Linked DNA regions of Sus scrofa: region 2 is linked to region 1. A link is a contact called in public HiChIP or PLAC-seq data. All regions are on one chromosome and are shown on one strand. Each heading gives the region's core, a stretch centred on a gene start, on an enhancer-like site or on the middle of the called end of the contact. The rest is flanking DNA. Distances are from core to core; before and after follow the strand shown.

The links. HiChIP or PLAC-seq counts read pairs in DNA pulled down with a chosen protein or histone mark.
Region 2: an H3K27ac HiChIP or PLAC-seq map of alveolar macrophages shows a contact between it and region 1. The contact joins two enhancer-like sites. A contact is called at or near these places in 2 of 2 datasets of contacts at active chromatin or transcription factors (alveolar macrophages and skeletal muscle).

The regions. Positions count from the first base shown.
Region 1 is chr15:101,723,640-101,728,858 of Sscrofa11.1, forward strand. All of the region lies in intron 1 of PLCL1 (inactive phospholipase C-like protein 1), which reads left to right. Among named protein-coding and RNA genes, the nearest start is that of PLCL1, 100 kb to the left of the region's middle. Within about 2 kb of position 1,277, at least 1 of the 83 cell types and tissues checked has an H3K27ac peak or open chromatin away from gene starts, as enhancers often do. A contact at or near this core is called in alveolar macrophages, where this site is marked.
Region 2 is chr15:101,940,608-101,946,545 of Sscrofa11.1, forward strand. All of the region lies in intron 5 of PLCL1 (inactive phospholipase C-like protein 1), which reads left to right. Among named protein-coding and RNA genes, the nearest start is that of PLCL1, 320 kb to the left of the region's middle. Within about 2 kb of position 3,839, at least 4 of the 83 cell types and tissues checked have an H3K27ac peak or open chromatin away from gene starts, as enhancers often do. A contact at or near this core is called in alveolar macrophages, where this site is marked.

The sequences.
Region 1 (5,219 bases), core at 27-2,526:
AGTGGACCAACTGGTTAGCATGTTTCGAGATATATATATATATATATATATATATATATATATATATATATATATATATATATATATATATATTTCTTTATCAGCCTTTGTTAGGAGAAGTTCTAGGAATTCTCTAGCTCAGGGTTGGGAGTCTTTTCTTAAATGACTAGATGGCATGTATGTTATGATTTGTAGGTCATATGGTCTTTACTGCAAGTACTTAAGGCTAGCTACCATTTTAATGCACAAGCAACCATGGACAGTATGCAAACAAATGGGTTTGGTTATGTTTCAATAAATCTTTAAAAAAGCAGTTGGTGAGCCATGGTTTGGTGATTCTTGCTCTAGTCCAATGTCTGTATTTTATTAAATCCCATAAAGTGTCTGGATAAAGGTTACACAGAACCAGGCTTGGAACAACATCTAAATATCTTCCTTTCTACTCCATTAACATTTTTAATTTTTAGATAACTACAAAAGGATGTTCACTAGATATGTAGAAGGTATAAAGGATAACAAAGACTTGTTATTCTCTGTAGCCTCGAGAAGTCCGTTTAAGAAAGATAACGTTATCATTTCCTTCGATGCTCTGTGTGTGCCCCTTTCCAGTCCCTTCCCTTTTTCTTTCCACACAAGAGTTCACCTGCTTGAATTTGGAGCTCTTTATTTCCTTCCCTTCATGGTTTCATCCCATGTATTTCTATTCCTTTTGTAGGGTTTAAAAAGTTATTTTCAGAAGCTTCTATTTCATTTCCCTAGCAGTATTAGAAAGTTTAGGAGAGGAGTTCCTGTCGTGGCACAGTGGTTAATGAATCTGACTAGGAATCATGAGGTTGTGGGTTCGATCCCTGGCCTTGCTCAGTGGGTTAAGGATCCAGTGTTGCCGTGATTTGTGGTGTAGATTGCAGACGCGGCTCAGATCCTGCGTTGCTGTGGCTCTGATGTAGGCTGGTGGCTAGGGCTCTGATTAGACTCCTAGCCTGGGAATCTCCATATGCTGTGGGAGCACCCCTAGAAAAGGCAAAAAGACAAAAAAAAAAAAAAAAAAAAAGAAAAAAAGTTTAGGAGAAGGTGGCCACATTTTGCTTCGTGACTATTTGCAGTTTTCTCTTTTTTGTTTGTTCTTGGCAATATGTTGGGAGGGACTGGGAAGCCAGAGTCGAGTGCCCACACTACCTGACTTTAATGCACCTCATCCCTATTCTTGGGTTTCTTGCGCCAGAGCCGAGGACATCATGGGCTGTCAGAAAAGTGTAGGAGTTCAGTGGCTTTTTTACTGCCACTCCCTTCCTGAGGAAATTACTGTGGTAAATCAGGGCTGTTTCTAGGATTGGCAATGTCTGTTTGTCTGACGGTGATTTTATCTTTGACCTAAATGTATGTGACAGTACCATACTTTTCCAAGTTATATTAATTGGAGAAATTCTTTTAAGAAAATGTTTGTTTCTAGCATATAATAAACAGATAAGGTCAATCTCAAGCAGAATATTTTTGTCAACAATCAAAAACATAACTAATGCTAATATTTATGAATATTAGGTATGTGAATATGAGATATTAGACTATCATTTAGATAAATACATTTCCTTGCTTTTAGGTACCCCAAACATTTTTAGAATCTAATTTTTAGGGCATGCTTTTGGTGACTCTGTAGGAAAATCACTTTGTAGTCTATTTACAAATGCTCCAGTTTTTTTCTTACTTCTGTAGATAATTCACCTGGCTCACTGTAGGTTGTTCCCCAGGGATAGTAAAAAGTTTGAGCTGATCCATCTACAAATCTCACCTGGTCCCTTCTGTGATTGGTAGTGACTGTTTGGTAGGTTACAATCTCTGGCCATAACTGGGATGAAAAGAACTGGAGTTTTGCTAGGAAGGTTGGTACCATGCTCCAATATCTCTCTCAGTTGCCTCAAAATATTTTTCAAATTTCCAACTCAACCACACCTGCCCTAGTCCATAATTTCTTATTTTGATACTTCAATACCTTCCTATCTTCTTTGCTTGATTCTCTTTCAACGGTTCTCAGTGATGGCTGCACGTTGGAATCACCTGAGAGCTTTAAAAAGTACTGTCTAGTCTGTTCCACAGAGATAATAATTTACTTGGCCTGGGATTAATCTGGCTACATTAAAATCATACTACATTTTAAAAAGCTCTCCAGATGAATTTATTGAGCAAATAAGGTTGAGAGCCACTGCTCTAGTATAAGAGGTTGTCTTTTTTTTTTAACCTATTACCTGATATGAGATGTTTGAAAGGGAGAATGGATAGGACTTGGGGAGTGGCCACACATTTGGGATGAGGAAGAGGAATGTGTATAAGATGTTGTCTAGGTTTTGGGCTTGTTCAATGGATGGATGGTGGTCTCATTTACTGAGATAGTAAAAATAGGCATGATGTTCGGGAGAGAAAATGTGGTCCAGTTTTGGACTTAGAATTTGAGCAATCCATTTGAAGATAAGAAACAACATCTTAAATATTAGAGCTGGCCAAAAATGGAAGATGAGTTTTTTCTTTATTGCAAAATATATTAAAGAATCCCTGCCAGATGCTTTTTAACTTTTGCTTAAATATTTCTAGCAGTAAGAATGAATTACTCATTCTATCTTGGAACAGCTGAAATAGTTCAAAAGTTCTTCCTTATATTGACCCTGAATCTGTGATTCTTTATCTGCCTTTGGAGCATTCATAACAAGTCCACTTTCTCTTCCATGCCTCGAAAGAAATTTATTCTCAAATGTTTTTCTTTCTTGGGATCAAAGTTACCATTTCCTCATTTAACATGCTTGCAGTACTCATTCTTTCTAAGGTATCTGCTTACTAAGGTATCTAAGACATAAATGGTGAATCGCTTAAACTTGATTAAGGGAGTAAGCATTTCAGATCATGTCATTATCTAATGACATTAAATATAACTTTTTAAAAAAAAACCTCTCTCTATATCTTCACAGTATAAAAGAGGTAATATTCTCTGAAGTAGATTTTTTTAAAAAAATATATTCTATTTTTAAAACTCAGATTTAAATATAGACAATTTAAATAACATACATTACACTTTGTTAAATGAAAGATCACTTATAATTATCTTAAGAGTTTATCCCAATGTGGATAATCTTTTTTTTTTTTTTTTTTTTTTTTTTTTGGTCTTTTTAGGGCTGCATCTGCAGCATATGGAGGTTCTCAGGCTGGGGGGTCAAAGTGGAGCTGTAGCCACCACAGCCCTCGGCAACGCCAGATCCTTAACCTACTGAGCAAGGCCAGGGATTGAACCTGCATCCTCACGGATACTAGTCAGATTCATTTCTGCTGAGCCACAACAGGAACTCCCTCAGTATGGATAATACTTGACCTCTTTGTTTCAGGAGTGAAGACAGCGATCATTTGAAAGTCTCTAAAATTATAGAAGAGTATCTTCACTTAAAAAAAGGCCAAACATGAGACTTTTGCTATTTCTCTTGTGACAGATTTAATCTTCACAGGTAAATGTGGCAGTTTCCCGTTGCTTCTATTCCAGAAGTTATGCACCCATTTGGATGACTATCTTTTTTTCTTCTCTGGGAAAAGTGTTCTGAGCTTGGAATTTGTTGTTCAAATCATTATTCATACGTCAGAGAAGAACTGGAGAGTCTCCTTTAGGTACTTAGCTTAGCCAGGACATGTTTCCATATATAGCTGGAAAAACCTTTGTCGTCCATTCTGGCTTGAGAGAATGTTATTAAAAGTTCACTCCTGAGTTCTTTTTTTTTTTTTTTTTTTTTTTTTTTGCCAAGGAACAGCAGTGAGCACTGAAAATTCATGACTAGAAGAACCAAGGTTTGCTCCAGCACAGAGGACTGGCTGTATGTCCTGAGAACCTTTCCAAAGATCCTCAGTCCCTCCTTCAGAGCACTTACATGTACGTCTGTGGGTGGCTCTTGTTGATTCCTCCCTGGCCCACTTCCTACTCATGTCTCTGGGAAGCCCCACAGACAGCTTTTGCAAAGATAAATCAAGGCAGTGCCTAATCTCCTGACTCACAGCCAGAGGCTCCTCAGTTACTCTCTGAGGATGGGATCTGTTTACCTCAGAGTTCCCTCTCTGAGAGGATATTTGGAATTTTGGATGGTGGCCTGGAATTTTGGAGAGTGGAGTTCTCTAGGGAAAAGTTGTGCTAGTAGCAGTCAGCTTATAAAGTTTATACTGTCTGCCCTTTGATAAGGGTCATATGATGTAGTAAATGTTCTTTGGGAAAATGAAAAATCTAGTCGACCTTCAATTCTGACTTAGCACATACTGTGCCCTCCAGGAGTTGGTGTGGGGAAACGAGAAGGGAGCTCCATCTCTACCTTTCTGTCCATCCCCACTTATTGCAGTTCCATCCGGCTTGCTTTCTTTTCTTTTCTTTTTTTTTGTCTTTTTGCCTTTTCTAAGGCCGCTCCTGCGGTATATGGAGGTTCCCAGGCTAGGGGTCTCATCGGCAACAACACCAGATTCTTAACCCACTGAGCAAAGCCAGGGATTGAACCCACAACCTCATGGTTCCTAGTCTGATTTGTTAACCACTGAGCCATGATGGGAACCCCTCCATCTGGCTTTCAAGCTCATCTTCAAGTTAAAGTGAGACATATCTGTCTTTAAATCTTGGTCCTCACTCAAAGTATGAAACTTCGGTCAGTTAACTTGCTTCTTTGGATTTGTTTTCTTATCAGTAAAAGGGGGTTAGCAATGCCTATTGCATAGGGTGTTAGATGGTGATAAAATGAGATGAGATGGGTTAATGTATATGAAGTCTTTAGCACATCTTCTCAGGAAAGCAAGTATTTTCCTTTTCTTTTTCTTTTTGTCCATGGTGTGCAGTGGCTTAATGTAGGATCTCAGTTCCCAGACCAGGGATTGAACTCAGGCTGCAGCAGTGAAAGTACTGAGTCCTTACCTTGAGAACATCCAGGAACTCCTGTAAAGCAAATATTTTTAGACAAGACAGCATGAACTTCGGAACATTTCACGTTTGGGTTCATCTTATTCTGTCTGTTCTTCCCTAGCTGCATGATCTCTAATTAAAGATGCCCAACCTGTTGTGGGACAGTGGCTTAAGAATCTGACTGCCTTGGCTTGGATTGCTATGGAGGTGCAGGTTTGGATTCCTGGCCCAGATGCAGCGTGTTAAAGGATCCTGTGTTGTCACAGTTGTGGTGTAGGTTGCAGCTGCAGCTTGGATTCAGTCCCTGGCCTGGTAG
Region 2 (5,938 bases), core at 2,589-5,088, 220 kb after region 1:
CATTGAATCTATGGATGGCTTTGGGTAGTATGAACATTTTAATAATATTAATTCTTCTGATCCATGAACATGGGATATTTTCCCATTTGCTTATGTCTTCAATTTCTTTCATCAGTGTCTTGTAGCTTTCAGTACACAGATCTTTTACCTCCTTTGCTAAATTCGTCCCTAAGTATTTTACTTTTTTTGGTGCCCTTGTAAATGGGATTGTTGAATTTATTCCTTTCTGTGATTGTTGTTAGTATATAGAAACACAACTGATATTTTTTGTATTTTATTTTAGTAACCTACAGCTTTCCTGAATTCATTTATTAGTTCTGACAGTGTTTTGATGTAGTCTTCAGAGTTTTCTATATATAAGATCAGTTCATCACTTTACTACTTCTTTTCCACTTTGGATATGTTTTATTTCTTTTTTCTATCAAATTTTCTGGCTACATCATCCAGTGAAATGTTGAATTGAAATAGTGAGAATGAGCAACCTTGTCTTCTTCCTGAGCTTAAAGGAAAAGCTTTTAACCTTTAACTGTTGAGTATGGTGTTACCTGTGGGCTTGTCATATATGTCCTTTATTAGGTTGCAGTACTTTCCTTATATATTCAATTTTGTTGAGAGTTTTCATCATGAAAATATGTTGAGTTTTATCAAATGATTTTTATTCATCTATTGAAACGACCATTAATTTTTATCTTTCATTATATTAAAGTGATACAATTATATTGTTATTAAAGTGAGTTTTTTAAGTTTTATTGAAGTATAGTTGATTTACAAAATTGTGATAATTTCTCTGTACAACAAAGTGATTCCCTTATGCATATACACAGATCCATTCTTTTTCAGATTCTTTTCCCCATATAGATCATCACAGAATATTGGGTATAGTTTCCTGTGCTATACAGCAGTGAGTAGTTTTTAAATATTGTTAAACTAATTCATATATATATATATGTATATATACACACATATATATATCAGTAAATGAAAGTGTTCTCCTCTATATTAAAAACTATTTTTTAAAAAACATAGCTAATACAAAGATTTTCTTTTTAAGATACAGTTAAGTACATTTTGAAGTAAATAGGATCCTTCATTCCTTCAACATTCTAGCCAGTCAGTATTTTCCTGATGACATGAAGAACAGACATGTGTTTGCCAAGGAGGCAGGGGGAGGGAATGGGATGGACTGGGAGTTTGGGGTTAGTAGATGCAAACTATTACACTTAGAATGGATGGGCAATGGGGGCCTACTGTATAGCACAGGGAACTGTGTCCCATTTCGTGGGATAGAATATGATGGGGGATGATATGAGAAAAAGAATGTGTATATATATACATATACATATATATATGTGTATATATATACATATACATATATATGTGTGTGTGTGTATGTGTGTATATATACATATTAATATATATATGTATTTGTGTGTGTGTATATATATATATATATATATATATATATATATATACATGACTAGGTCACTTTGCTGTACAGCAGAAATTTCACAACATTGTAATCAATGATACTTTAATTTTTAAAAAAGACTATAAAAAGATCCTGATGAGAAAGATATTATAACAAAGCAGGATCTTATTTGAGAAAGACTTGTGGAAAAAGAAGATATTATTTGCCAGGTCTTAGACCATATGGTTCCAAATTTAACTTTCAAACATAATTTTCATTATATTGAATTTTAATAGAGTATGCCTTCATATTTGTAGAGGCTTTTGTATGGTTGTACTTATTAAACATGTCATTCTGTTTTATTCTGTAATGTTGTGTGGTCTCAGTGTTATTGAATTATTCTTAAAATTTATTTGAAATACCTTCTATATTTTATAAATTATTATTCCCTCAAAACTAGATTCTCAGTTATTAAAAACACTTATGTTCTAGAGTTCCCTGGTGGCTCGGTGGGTTAAGGATCTGGCTTTGTCACTGCTGTGGCTCGGGTCAGGTTCACTCCCTGGACCCAGAACTTCCTCATGCTGTGAGCGCAGCCAAAAAACAAAAATAAAAATCGCTAATGTTCTGTTTGCATAATCTTCAGAGAGATTTGATTAATTGGAGTTTATGACCAATTGGAGTTTATGTATCAGTTATAAAACTAATTTAAAAAACTAAACTTTATAAAAATGGTAAAATCTAATGGCTCAGGTAAACATGCCCAATGTAATTCACTTTTAGTTCCTATGAAAATAAAATGGTTAATTGTATTATGAGATAAAGATTTGAAAATCAGTTTTTTTTTCATTTGTTATGAGTTTAGAATTTCAGAAAACTAACATTAAAGTCTCCATTAAGTCAATACTCTTAGACCAGAAGTACGCTACTATTCATCCATATTTCTTGAATGTTCATAGAGTAAAAATTCAACTTCTTAAGTGGCAATTGAAAGATTTGGTTGTCAAGCTGTTGAAAATAATAAATCTGAGTGTTGATAATGTAATGCATGAAAACTTCTGTTTTTGTGCAATTATTTTATATTTTGTACATATTTCCCCTGATGGCAACATCTTTGTGCCTGTGACTCTTGCTAACATATGTACCTTCCCTACATGGCCAGGCTTTCATTTTGGACAACAAGAATCCAAGGTCATCTTTGCATAGTTTTACCCAACATTCTAGCAATGTATATCAAGAGAAACATACCTGTCACAACATCAATATATTTTTTGTTTTCTACTTTAATTTTTGATATGAAATATATTGTAATGGTTGCTTCTACGTCTTCAGAGCAAAACATTTAACCTCCTTAGATAATTCAGAGATTCCCCCAAAGCATGCTTTTTGAATTGTTAAAATGGTAATAGTCTACAAAAGATACAAATGAACTTATTTACAAATCAGAAATAGACTCATAAGTGAAGGAAACAAACTTACAGGAGTTCCCATCATGGCTCAGTGGTTACCTGACTAGTATCCATGAGGATGTGGGTTTGATCCCTGGCCTTGCTCGGTGGGTTAAGGCCATTGCCGTGAGCTGTGGTGTAGGTGGTAGATGCAGCTCGGATCCCGCATTGCTGTGGCTGTGGCTTCAGCTCTGATTGGACCCCTACCCTGGGAACCTCCATTATGCTGCGGGTAAGGCCCTAAAAAGATTGGAAGAAAAAAAAAAAGAAATAAAACAAACTTACAGTTAGCAAAGGGGGAAGAGGGGATAGAGATAAATTAGGAATTTGGGATTACCATATATACACTATTATATATAAAATAGATAAACAACAAGGACCTACTGTATAGCACAGGGAACTATATTCAATATCTTATAATAACCTATAATAGAAAGGAATCTGTAAAAGAATATATATATATTTTATATAATATATATATAAAACTTAATCACTTTGCTGTACACCTAAAACATTATAAATCAGCTGTATGTCAAAAAAAAAAGTATTGAATCTTTAAAAAAAAGGAGAGATGATAGTAGTGCACAGCCCACCACAGTATGGTCTTGTCCAACAAATGGCAGCTGGGACAAATAACGAGGAACTAATACCACCATGCTGTCTGTGGCTGACTTTTGCTGCAGTATTATCCAGGAGTGACTCTAGCTGTGACTGTGGTCACTCACATGGAAAGAATTTCAGGGGAATCAGCCTGTCATTGAGCATGTGGTGAAAAATATCCACACATGCCTGCTTGGAGAGAGAGCTACATTTGTTTATGTGTGTAGCTGTGTATACACGAGGGCCTTTCCATTCCCAGAGTTTGAATTAACTGCTTTAAATATTTGTGGTGTGCTCTGAGACAACCCACACACTTCCTTCACGCATGACAAAGACACTAGTTATGTTGTTCTCCTGCTCTTCCACACACTGGTATCGCAAGGGCTAGCACAGTTCATGGGAAAAAGTGGAAGCCATGGATGTCTTTGGTAACTTACTCTGCCAGACTGTAGCCCAAGCTATTTTCAAACAATAGGGGAAACTACTTCTTAGTAAGAACAGGAATAACAGAAATTCTAAATGTCTTTCGATAGATTATAAAATATATTGTTAATAAGTAACTTAGAAATACCTGACTAATAGATCACTCACATTTAGAACTCTAGCCCCTTTTATGGTTATGAATTATGGTGCAAACTGGCTTATACTTAGTATATAAGTGTTCAATAAATGTTAGTTTCTGTTTAGTGTTGTGATAGCATTCTATTGTCAGTAATAATTTATTAGTATCAATAAAAATTGTGGTATTGTATAGCAGTCCCATTTATAATCTAAATTGCATAAAATATTTCTCGATTTCTAGAGAATGTATTTTAATTGCAACTTGATTTTGGAAGAATGTGGTTATGAATGCTTAGTGTCTCTTTTTTTAAAAATTCATTAATCATCAATGATTTTTAGGTTCAAAATCTCTGTAGTGATAGATCTATGGCTTTCTATGAATCCAGGAGTTACTCTTTAACTGTTTTTACATTTCTGTGGACTCTTAACATTGGAAGCCAAATAACTGTGGAGACTGAACTGGTGATCATTGCTCTTGGAACTTTGGTAGTCCTGTTGTCCCTTCAGCATCAGTCTGCCTGAGATGCCTGCTATACTCTTACTTTTCTTTGGGTTAAAGCAGTCCTTCACTTTTTTTTTTTTTTTTTTCCCTGAAGCATCTCTAGTACCAGAGGAGAGAAACTAAAAATTCCCATGAGACTGCTAGTACATTGAAGTGTTGGCAACAACTTGAAATTTCTTTCAAGATGAGTGTTCAATGGTCAAATTGTCCATTAATTTTACATTCCAGGCCATTAGAGTCCCAGGTGTATTTTACCATGAGTTCTTTCAATTTATACACCAGCAAGTAAAATGAATTCTCCTGGGCTTTTCTCCTTTCTGCTTCTCCCCAAGACCTCTGTTTGAGGAGAATTTCTGAGCATATTCTTTAGAAATGCCCTGTTCCAGTGCTCCTTAAATACATACTACACACCATTGCCTTTAAGCCACTTAGCTGATCTGAGTACCTAATGTGTCTTGTGGGAAATAAAACACAGGACAGAGCTGTTTTGAGGGAGGAAATGCGGTAGAAGCTGCCTAGTTAGGAGATGTTTGAGCGGCAGCGCAATGGAGAAGAGAGAGGAATGCTAGCTGGCCAGGGGACATCACTCATATGTAGTGGGGAAAAGTCAGCACTGAAAAGGAATGCCAGGTTGGGGGTTGTTAATAAATAAAAATTCACCTTCTTCACTATTTTTTCCGAGAATGAGTCTTTTCTCATTTTGCTGTCTTAATCAGGAGGACTCGAGGAGTTGAATCACAAAACAGAAAGATGACCTCTATGCCTCCTTCTTTAAAAAAAATAGAAAACACTTTTACATCAACGTTTCAATGTAAACTCTTCATAATTTAGTCTTTCATTTTTTCTTCCATTAGTTAATAGTTTAATTTCTCTTCCAGTGTTTTTCTGCCTGTGTCGTGCGGCTAGGGCGTGTTGTCTCCTGGTGATCAGGAGATGATGTATTTCTGCACAAACTGTCTTCTCCAATTGGTCTTTGTTTTATAGAGAAACTGACTTCTATTTACCCAAACTGACACAGTCTGGCATTTAGGCCTGGATGCCACTTCTCAGAACCAATGAGATGACATTCTGGCTGATTAATTACATATGTTTCATAACCTGCTGCAGAAAAAGGGGCATGAGAGCATTATGCATTAGAATTATCAAGCTTGATATTTTTGCATGTTTCACTGCTCTTGCAATAGGGAAGATGCCGATTTTGCTTTTGTTATGCTTTTAAAATGCTCAATGAAAATTTCAACAATACAAGAAAAGGGAGCACTTAAAAGTAATACTCTGAAAATGAGTGTGGCTATTATCTGTTTATTAATACAGTTTGTTTTTAAGGAATCTTTACATTTGTAAAAGTAGTAGCGATACTGTACTTGTAGATACATTTTAAAATAGTGAAATGTACATTAAAAATATGTGCAGAATCAA